2 separate regions of the Sus scrofa genome follow, and region 1 is linked to region 2. The links are chromatin contacts, called in public Hi-C maps. All regions are on one chromosome and are shown on one strand. The core of a region is the stretch at or near the end of the contact, and the rest is flanking DNA. Distances in the headings are between cores, read along the strand shown. Region 1 holds the start of LOC100736818 (cardiotrophin-1). Region 2 holds the start of CCDC189 (coiled-coil domain-containing protein 189).

What was found. A called contact is a pair of places that touch in the nucleus more often than the background predicts.
Region 1: a contact with region 2 is called in a Hi-C map of liver, with 7 times the contacts expected there. The contact joins the promoter of LOC100736818 here to the promoter of CCDC189 in region 2. A contact is called at or near these places in 4 of 5 promoter capture datasets (fetal liver, fetal skeletal muscle and liver), 4 of 47 Hi-C or Micro-C datasets (heart right ventricle, liver and skeletal muscle) and 2 of 2 datasets of contacts at active chromatin or transcription factors (alveolar macrophages and skeletal muscle).

Annotation. Positions count from the first base shown.
Region 1 is chr3:17,542,009-17,547,123 of Sscrofa11.1, reverse strand. LOC100736818 (cardiotrophin-1) reads left to right here and starts at 1,874. Exons shown (of 3, transcript XM_021086414.1): 1 at 1,874-1,977; 2 at 3,627-3,742. The coding sequence starts at 1,953.
Region 2 is chr3:17,634,111-17,639,037 of Sscrofa11.1, reverse strand. It overlaps CCDC189 (coiled-coil domain-containing protein 189), which reads right to left and starts at 2,884. Exons shown (of 8, transcript XM_013992414.2): 1 at 2,377-2,884; 2 at 2,043-2,074; 3 at 1,649-1,714; 4 at 1,304-1,473. The coding sequence starts at 2,592. It overlaps RNF40 (E3 ubiquitin-protein ligase BRE1B), which reads left to right and starts at 3,048. Exons shown (of 20, transcript XM_021086412.1): 1 at 3,048-3,179; 2 at 3,289-3,491; 3 at 3,877-4,044; 4 at 4,179-4,320. The coding sequence starts at 3,360.

The DNA.
Region 1 (5,115 bases), core at 625-3,124, 91 kb after region 2:
CCTCTTCCACCCTCCAGAATGGCTCAGATGAGACCTTGCCAAGTGGAGGCGAAGTAGAGCAACTGGACCTCTCATATTTCTGGGGGAGTGTAAATTGATAGAGACACTTTGGAAAGCTGGCGCTTTTCTAGTGAAACCGAACGTACACCAACCCTGTGACCCAGCAGTTCCGCTCCTGGATGGTTAACACCCATCAGAAATGCGTGGGTAGGAGCCCCAAGGGACCTGTACTGGAATGTCCATAGCTCTGTTCCTAAGCGCCTCAGGCTAGAAACAACCCATCCACAGGGCCATGGAAAATAAATTGTAGCCTGTTCACACCATGGACGACAGGGCAAGGAGAGTGATGTCCTGCTACACACAACATGGGGACGTCTCGTGAAAGAGGTCAGAGAAGCAATACGCCCTGTGATCCCATTCAGAGAAAGTTCTGGACAAAACCAATAAATGGTGCGAAACACCGGGGAGAGTGGTCACCCTGGGGACTGGGAGGGGCTAAGAGGGGCCTCTGGGAACTGGTCAGATTCCGTTTCTTAATCTGGTGCTGGTTCCCACGGCATATTTACTCTTGGAAAATTCGCGGAGCTGTACATATAGGATGTGTGTACTTTACCCTGTGTCTATAGCACGTCAATGAAAAGCTTACTTAAAATACATGTGTCTTGGTTGATTTTGTTTGAGGCTGTGTTTGCCAGCAGGTATGACATTCTAAATTTGTGTTGCTGTGTGTGAATGTGTCAAGGGTGTGGCTCTCGGGTCTGTGTGTTTTGGTGTGACTATGTTCAGAGGTGGTTATGACATCATTTCTGGGCCAAATCGCTGGGGTAAAATCCCAGCTCTGCTTGTCCAGTGACCTCAAACAAGTCACTTATCACTATTTTCTCAGCTGTAACATGGGAATGAGTTAATATACATGTAACTCTTAGAACAGCATCTTGCGCATAGTAAATACCCAACAAGAGTCACTGTTAATATGCGCGTGATGGTGCCACATGCTGTGCCCTCTGCCAGTTGTTCCCTTTCTTCCTTTATTCTGGCAGTTGTCTGCTCATGGTGAAATACTTAAAGACACAGGGGCCTCCTTCCCAGTTCACATTACCTGCTTTTGTCTGTGGTCTCACTATCAGATTGAGCTCCTCAGGGGGCCAGAGACTAAGAATGGATCCCCTCTGGGGCCCAGAGCCCAGGACAGAGGGGGTACTTGGGAACCATTTGTGGGAATAAGTAAGTGTGTACGGACCGGTCAGCGTTTGTCCTCATCGGGTTTGTGGGTAGATGTGTGGGTGTGACTCCCTGGACCTATCTCTGAAGCTTGTTCCAGCGCAAGAAGCCTTCAGTAGATGCGGGTGTGTCGGAAGGGTTCTCTTACTGGTAAGACGAGGTGGTGGTCCCCTCCTAGTAGCTGTGACTATGAGAGCAAGGGCAGAAGGCATCTGCAATAGGCCAGGAGGTGTTTATGCCAGCAGGTGTGGCCCAAGCCTGAGGGCCCCCATCTCGGCCTCTCAAGCACCTGGCTCTCCCCTTCCCTTCCCCGCCAAGAGGGAGGGCCAGCACATTCCAGGCCTGCCAGCTGCGCCCTCTCCTATCCCCCCAGTTTTCTCGGAAAAAACAGCCCAGAGGCCAAGACTAACCCCAGGTCGGAGCCTGAGCCTTCTCCTCTCATTGGGACCCAGGCTGCCTCCCAGGCCCTGGCACCCAAGCCTGAGTCCAACCTGCAGACATCCTGCTGCCCTCCTCAGGCCCCCTCCCCGACGAGGCTGCGCAAGCAAGGACCTGAGCTCAGGGCCAAGGAATCCTGCCTGGGGCGGCGGGGGGCGGGGTGGTGAGGGGGGGGTAGATTGTTGGGGTCTGAGCCGTGATTGGCTACGCCCCGGCCACGCCCCTACCCTTTTCCCCCTTCTCCCCCCTCGGAAGGGGGGCGTGGAGGCTACCAGGATCAGCCAGGGGACAGCATGAACCGGAGGGAGGGAAGTCTGGGTAAGGGACTGAAGGGTCAGATGCCGAGTGCCTGAGGGGAGCAGGGGTCAGAAGGGCTGGAAGCTGGAGTCTGGGTCCCCGCCACCCCTAGGTACGGGAAGGGAGCGGCCTGAGTGGGGGAGAGCAGGGCCCCGGTGTCAGGTAACGAGCGGGTGAGTTGTGGGTGAGCTGGGGGCAGGGGCAAACGCCAGAGTTTAGAGGAGGCCTGGGGCTGTGCCTTCAGGGATTTGGACTCAGGAGGTAGATCCTGGGTTCGAGTACACCTTGGGGGAGGACTGGGGTCGTGGCTGGGACAGGACATCGGATCCTCTCAGAGTATCGGGAAAGAATCACAGCTGGGAGCCAGAGGGACGTGTAAAGTTAGAGGAAGAAGCCTTTGGCCACAGGGGCTGGTGAGTGACAACAGGAAGCGAAAGTCGAGGCTGTTAAGGATAGGGACCCGCGGGGCAAACTCTGGCGGGGCGGGGGCGGGGGCGGGAGTTGCCGGGCCAAGACTACATTCCCCAGCATGCCCTGGACACGCGCGATGGGCATCTAGGGAAATGTAGTCCTCCCGGGGCGCCACCCTCTAGCTTGTGCTAGTGAAGGTAGATTGCTGCCGATTCATTGATGCTGCGCAATGCCCAGCGTCTTGCATAGACGGGCCATCAGGAAAGGAGTGGGATTTCAGTCTCCCAACTTGTAAAATGGGCTTAACGGCTCATTTCAATTTAAAGATCTGTGCATCAATGATGCTGAATTCCACAAACAATCTCTGAGAGAGAGATGTATGAGCCCAACCCTCAAAGGATTCCCAGGCTGAGGCAGATTCTCACAGGGGAAAAAAAAAAAAAAAAAAAAGAGCCATTAAAAAAAACCACCTTGGGGAAGTTCTCTTATGCCGCAACTGTGGCAAAGGTAGCAACTGCCCTGCGGGTTTGATCCCTGGCTGGAAACTTTCACATGCCCTGGGGGCTGCCAAAAAAAAAAAAAAAAAAAAAAAAAAACCAAAAACCAAAAACCACCCACCACTTTGGAAGTATGAACAAATGGCCTTAAGTAGAAAGAAGAAGTTAATTTAAAGGAGGGGTAAATCTACACTGGGGAGGCAGTATTTGAATTTGGCTTTAATAGGATTTCAACAATGATCTAGGCACAGGGAATACATTTCAGGTAGAACAACCACTTGGCAAATGTCTGGTGCTTCATTTTCCCTCAGTTGGAAGGGGACAGAGCCTGCCTGGCTTAAAAGTTGGAGGATTCAGAGTGGAGCTTCTGGGAGTTCCTATTGTGGTGCAGTGGAAATGGAATCTGACTAGTAACCATGAGGTTGTGGGTTCAATCCCCAGCCTCACTCAGTGGGTTAAGGATTTGGTGTTACCCCGAGCTGTGGTGTAGGTCGCCGACATGACTTGGATCCTATGTTGCTGTGGCTGTGGTGTAGCCTAGCAGCTGTAGTTCTGATTCGACCCCTAGCCTGGGAAACTCCATATGCCACAGGTTTGGCCCTAAAAAGCAAAACAACAACAACAACAGCAACCAAAAAAAAAAAAAAAAACCCAAACCAGAGTGGAGTTTCTGGATTCAGGAAGGAAGAGCCAACCTGGAAGAGGTGGTCAAGAAGCAGGGGGGTTGTGTACCCTCATTCCTCCCCCTTTTCCCACCAGAAGACCCCCAGGCTGATTCCTCCATTTCACCCCTTCCCCACTTGGAGGCCAAGATCCAACAGACACACAGCCTTGCCCGCCTCCTCACCAAATATGCTGAGCAGCTGCTCCAGGAATATGTGAGTGGGGATGAGGGTGCGGGTACCAGGGGGCCTGGGGTCTGGGGAAGTACACATCACGGGGTCCTTGAACGACCCATTTTGTTGACCTCCCTTCACGGCTGCAGAAATTGCGGTTCCCACGAGGGGGCTAGTAATTGACCCCTGGCTACAGAGCAAATTGGAGGAGGACCCTCTCTCTGCCCCAAATGCCTCTCCATTAGCCTCAGTGCAGAGGCAGCCTCCTTGGTGCTTTAGACAGAGCAACCTGGCAGTTCCTCTTGCGGTTCAGTGGGTTAAGAACCTGATTTGATTCCTGGCCTCACTCAGTGGGTTAAGGATCTGGCATTGCCACAAGCTGCAGCATACATGTGGTTGGGATCCTGTGTTGCTGTGGGGCTGTGGTGTAGGCCTGCAGCTTCAGCTCCAATTCAACCCCTAGCTTGGGAACTTCTATATGCCACAAGTGTGGCCCTCAAAAGAAAAAACAAAACAGAGCAACCTGAGAGCATGATAAGAACTCTGGTCTGGAAGTCAGGAAACCTGGGTTCTAGGCTCTGTATGATCTTGTCATCTCACCTCCACGAGTCTGGGTCTCCCCAGGTGTAAAAGGAGGCAGTTGCATAGGATGAGCTGTGAACTCTTCTACTTGCATTATGCAAAGAGGCCAAGAAGGGGTTTCAATCTAGGGCTAAAAATGCCATAGCAAGAGGGCATTTTTACAGGGGAGGGGGATCTGCCAACATGATCCAAAAAAGAAAGTAGTTCCCCAAATTACTCTGGTGTCGTGGAGGGAGGATCCAGTTTGGAATCAGACAGACTGTAGGTCTGCCAACTTGTTGTGACCTTGGGCAGTAATGATAACATTCAACATAATAATTTAACAGTGATGACAGCAATAGCAGGGTAAGAGAAGTAACTTTGTAGCCTACCAACTTTGGTTCAGAGTCCAGCTTCCGCCCCTTCCTAGGTGGATGACCTAGGGCAAGTCAGCCCCAGAGTCCTGGCTTACAAAATTATCATCATCATCACACCCATTATTGGGAAGGTTAGGAATAGTGTGTTTAAAGCAGCAGACACAGTGCCGGAACCAGAAGCAAGATGTTTCAAAGGATAAATGGTCCTGTTATAGCATCTTTACAAACTACATATCACCTTTATTTTGTCACTGATTCATTCACATGACAGGTATTCACTGAGCCCTTGCTGTGTGCCAAGCAGGTGCAGAGGTGGGTTGGTTGGGGGGAGATTGGGGGGAGGAAGTGAAACTGACTGGATCCCTGGCACTATCTTCTATGATTCTCAGGAGATCTCTGGTAGGAAGACAGGACGGGGAACTATTCCCCCATCTTGCAGAGGAGACCACTGAGGCTCAGAGAGAGAAATGGTTTTGC
Region 2 (4,927 bases), core at 1,635-4,134:
TGAGCCACAGTGGTGACACCGGATCCTGAGCCTGCTGAGCCACCAGGGAACTCCTGAGCAGAAGCTTTAGAAGTAGCCAGATCTAGGCAGCAAATATTGAGTACCCACTGTGTACTGCTCTAGGCCCCGATCAAGACAGAGGAGGTCCTGCCCTTAATACACTTATATTCTGGTCAGAGTGACCTACAACAAGCCAAGAAATACATAATTTTAAGTCTTGTTAAACATTCTGTAGGAAATCAGTTCCAGGAATAAAGCAGGAGTTATTTCACGGAACACCATGCACATATATTTACATATATCACATATACTATTTCTCAGAACAGTTTCATAATGTTATTGCTATATCCTTATTAGAAATAAGGAAATAGGAATTCCTGTCGTGGCGCAGTGGTTAACGAATCCAACTAGGAACCACAAGGTTGAGGGTTCGATCCCTGGCCTCGCTCAGTGGGTTAAGGACCCGGCGTTGCGGTGAGCTGTGGTGTAGCTCACAGATACAACTTGAATCCCATGTTGCTGTGGCTCTGGCGTAGGCCGGTGGCAACAGCTCCGATTTGACCCCAAGCCTGGGAACCTCCATATGCCATGGGAGTGGCCCTAGAAAAGGCACAAAGACAAAAACAAATGAAAAATAAATAAATAAATAAGGAAATAGGAGTTCCTGTCGTGGCACAGCAGAAATGAATCTGACTAGGAACCATGAGGTTGTGGGTTCAATCCCTGGCCTTGCTCAGTGGGTTAAGGATGTAGCACTGCCATGAGCTGCAGTGTAGGTTGCAGACACGGCTCGGATCTGGCATTGCTGTGGCTGTGGTGTAGGCTGGCAGCTGTAGCTTTAATTAGATCCCCTAGCCTGGGAACCTCCATATGCCGCGGGTGCGGCCCTAAGAAGCACAAAAAATAAGAAAAGAAAGAAAGAAGGAAATAGAGAGTTACCGTGTGGCTCAGCAGTAATGAACTCGACTAGTATCCAGGAGGATGCACATTCGATCCCTGGCCCCACTCTGGGTTAAGGATCTGGCATTGCTGTGGCTGAGGTGTATGTAGGCTGGCAGCTGTAGCTCCGATTTGACCCCTAACCTGGGAACTTCCGAATGCCATGGGAGTAGCGCTTAAAAGAAAAAAAAAAATAGGAAATGGAGGATTTGAAAGGTGAGGTGAGATAAGTTGTGTGTGATGATACTCCTAGTAATGTCAGAACCATGGTTTCAGGTGGTAATCCTGCTTTGACTCCCCTGGTCACTTGTGCCATCCTCCTCCTCTGCCCTGGACTCAACTCTCGGGTAGCCTCTCCTCTTACCGATACAGGCCTTGTGAAGATCTTGGAGCAGGGCACAAGCTGTTGATGTCTGCTCCAGTGAGAAGCCCTGATGGCGGCAGAAGATGAGTATGTGGGAGAAGAGGTCCAGGGTGATGGCATCTCGCAGGTTCTGCTCAGGACAGCTGAGCCCCAACAACTCAGCCAGCACCCTTGGGAAGGAGAGAGGAAGGAATGAGTGGCAACTAGAGTCTCCCTTCATCTCCCTTCACCACCCTACACTAAGTCACAAGGTGCTTTGGAGCCAGGCATTCCTCATGCCTTCCCAGCCCACTGCCTCAGCCTTCTCCAAGAGCCAGTTCTTCCTGTCCCTACTCCCCGCCATACTCCCTCATCTCCTCCACGTTGGTTGTCTTCTCCAGCCTCTGCATGGAATGGATGTCGAGGTACTTCCTATCATAGGAAAAGAGGGGAAAAGGTGTTGGCCATTATGCATTAGTCTTAGGACAAGGCTATGATGGCTAGAGCGTAGGACTGGGAAGCAAGAGACCTGAGTTAAGAGGTTTGGCTCTTCCACTAACTCGCTGTGTAACTTTATAACAAAGTCACTGAGGCAGCGGGAGACCTGGCTTATAGTCATCTTGGGTAATTGTATCTCTGGGCCTCAGTCTCCTTGTCTGTAAAATGGGAATTCCGTCCTGTTTGACAGGCTCGTAAGGAAGCGCTAAAGGAATAATACAAGTGTGAAGGGTAACTTTCCCTCAAAGCTCTTCACACTCACCATATGCAGATCCGGGGCTGGGGTAGCGGCGGCTGCGGGAGAGAAAGCGGATTGGGAAAGGCAGAGCTGCGTTGTTAGTCCTGGCCCGTGGTTCTTTGCCCTTGGTGAATCTCTGGTGGTCTAACAACGCGATACCTTGCCTTCTCATCTTAAAAACTGTGTACTAGCAATACCGGCGGGCTGGGCTTCGGCGATCCCTAAGTACTATTCATGAGCGTATTGACAAGCAGTTCAAGCCTGCCTCTTCACCAAGGCAGCCCGGGAAACAAACGGCCCCCTGCCTGGGAGCCCTTTTATAAACATTCATGAGCAGACCACTCTGACCTGTCCTCACCGGGAACAAGTTGGCTGCAGGATCTTCATTCGCATCCACTGAGGCCACGGTCCCTGACTCGGTCCGCACTCCTGTTCCCATCCTCTTGGCCGATTCATCCAACGAGCTGAGGTCCTTCTCATGGTCTTTCTCATGTTCTCGCCGCAGTTCGGAGTGCTGGTCCAGCTCCGACCGCCTTTTCAGTCGCCGGAATTGGCTGGATTTCCGGCGGATCATCTGGTCGCTCCTCTGTGTCGCGGGTCCCCACCGTCTTTATCCTGCCTCGGTTCTGGGACAGCCGATCTCGGGCGGCGACTGCCAAGGCCTGGCCCTTATCGACGCTTCAGCCAATCTACGCTGCAGAGAGGCCGGGTACAGCCAATCGGCTGGGGGCGTCCCTCCGTCTCAACGGTGACGGTTGCTAAGGAGGATCCAGTAGGAAGGGAGAAAGTGTACCGTGCTCGCCAAACTGTGAGAAGAGAATGCGCATGCATAATAAGATGCAAACCCCGCCCCGGTGCCCTCTCTTCGAAGTTGTTAATCTGAGGCAGGCGGCGTTATTAGGACTGCGGAGTGGAAGTGTGTTGTCAGTTACCATGGCAACTGCCTACCGGCCAATCACTGAGAGAAAGAGGAGGTGTTCAGAAAGAAACCAAACGGACGCAAGAGGAGGAACAAAGCACAACCAATAGAAACAGGAACTGGAGAAGATTTCGCCACATCCGGCGCTGCCTCTGGCGCCTGCGCTCTGTGCTGGGGGGCGGGGGTGCCCAGTGACGTCCGGTGAAGTCCAAGATGGCGGCGCTAGGCTGATCCTGCTGCTGGTGAGGGGCCCGGGGCCGGCGGGGCGGGGTCCGGCAGCTGTGTGCGGGGGTAGGCTCGTGGCTGCGGACCTCCGTCCCCTTCCCCAGCTCTACTCTCTGTCTTCTGCAGGTGACGGAAGTGCCGAGTCCGCCTGCCTGACGTCCTCGAGAGACCGGGGGCCGCTCCTCGCCGCCGCGGCCATGTCTGGGCCCGGCAACAAACGCGCCGCCGGCGATGGGGGCTCGGGGCCCCCAGAGAAGAAGCTGAACCGCGAGGAGAAGACAACAACAACGCTTATAGAGCCCATTCGTCTTGGGGGCATCTCTTCCACGGTTCGTGGGCTCCTGCCCCAGCCCGCCCAACTTCCCAGAACCGTTTTCCCAGTTCCCCAAGTTTAACCAGATCCACTTTACAGAGCATTCTGTTGAAGGAAACCTAGGACATGACGTCTGCCTTCCCCTCGCAGATAGGCAAACAGGTTCCCAGAGAGCGTGTGACAGACATGTCAGACTTCAGGTAGAAAGAGGCAGGAGCAGAACGTGACGCTCCTTACAAACAAGACGCTTCCTCCGTGGGTGTCTGAGCTTTGTATGTCCTGTTAGCAGTCTGCTCCCCTCTCACATCCGTTCTATCTGCTTTCCTTTGTCTCTTTCTCTGATTGGTTTCTTGGGCCCTTCTTGACCCTCTCTCTCCTCGGCCCCTCTGTTTCCTTGGTAGGAGGAGATGGACCTGAAGGTTCTGCAGTTCAAGAACAAGAAACTAGCAGAGCGATTGGAACAGAGACAGGCTTGTGAAGATGAACTCCGAGAACGAATTGAGAAACTGGAGAAGAGGCAGGCTACAGATGATGCCACACTCCTCATTGTCAATCGCTACTGGGCCCAGGTGAATGCCCCTCTCCTTTACAAGACTGGGCTTTGATCCAGCTGCCAGTTCTCAGACTTCTCTGTTAGAAAGGGAGTATCATGCTAGGAAGCACCTGAGGGATTCCTAACATTTTTGGTGCTTTCTCCTTTCAGCTGGATGAAACTGTGGAAGCCCTTCTCCGACACCATGAGAGCCAGGGGGAGCTGTCTTCAGGGCCAGAGGCGCCTGGGACCCAGGAAGGGCCAACGCGTGATGAGACCCCTCTCACAGAGCCAGGAACATCGGAGCTGAGGGGTAGGGCCAGAACCCTAGGATCTAGGAAGCTTAATTAAGTTCTGGGAAAGGTCCTGGAGAGGAAAGGATCTTGATAATCAGGCTGCTGAATTCCCTGCCTATACAAACACACACACACACAATTGATTTTATATTTGGGCAGCAAATCACAGTGGATAAGAACAGAGACTTTGGAATCTGAATGACTTGGTTAAGAGTACAATTCAGGTTTTATTTATTTATTTTTTTTGTCTTTTTGTCTTTTTGTTGTTGTTGTTGCTATTTCTTGGGCCACTCCCGCGGCATATGGAGGTTCCCAGGCTAGGGGTTGAATCGGAGCTGTAGCCACCGGCCTACGCCAGAGCCACAGCAACGCGGGATCCGAGCCGCATCTGCAACCTCCACCACAGCTCACGGCAACGCCGGATCGTTAACCCACTGAGCAAGGGCAGGGACCGAACCCGCAACCTCATGGTTCCTAGTCGGATTCGTTAACCACTGCGCCACGACGGGAACTCCCAATTCAGGTTTTAAAAGTATTACATGTATTTGTATTATGACTGTGTACTTGGCACTGGTGTAGATTTGGAGGAGACAAAGATAGTTAAAAAAAAAAAAATTACTGGGA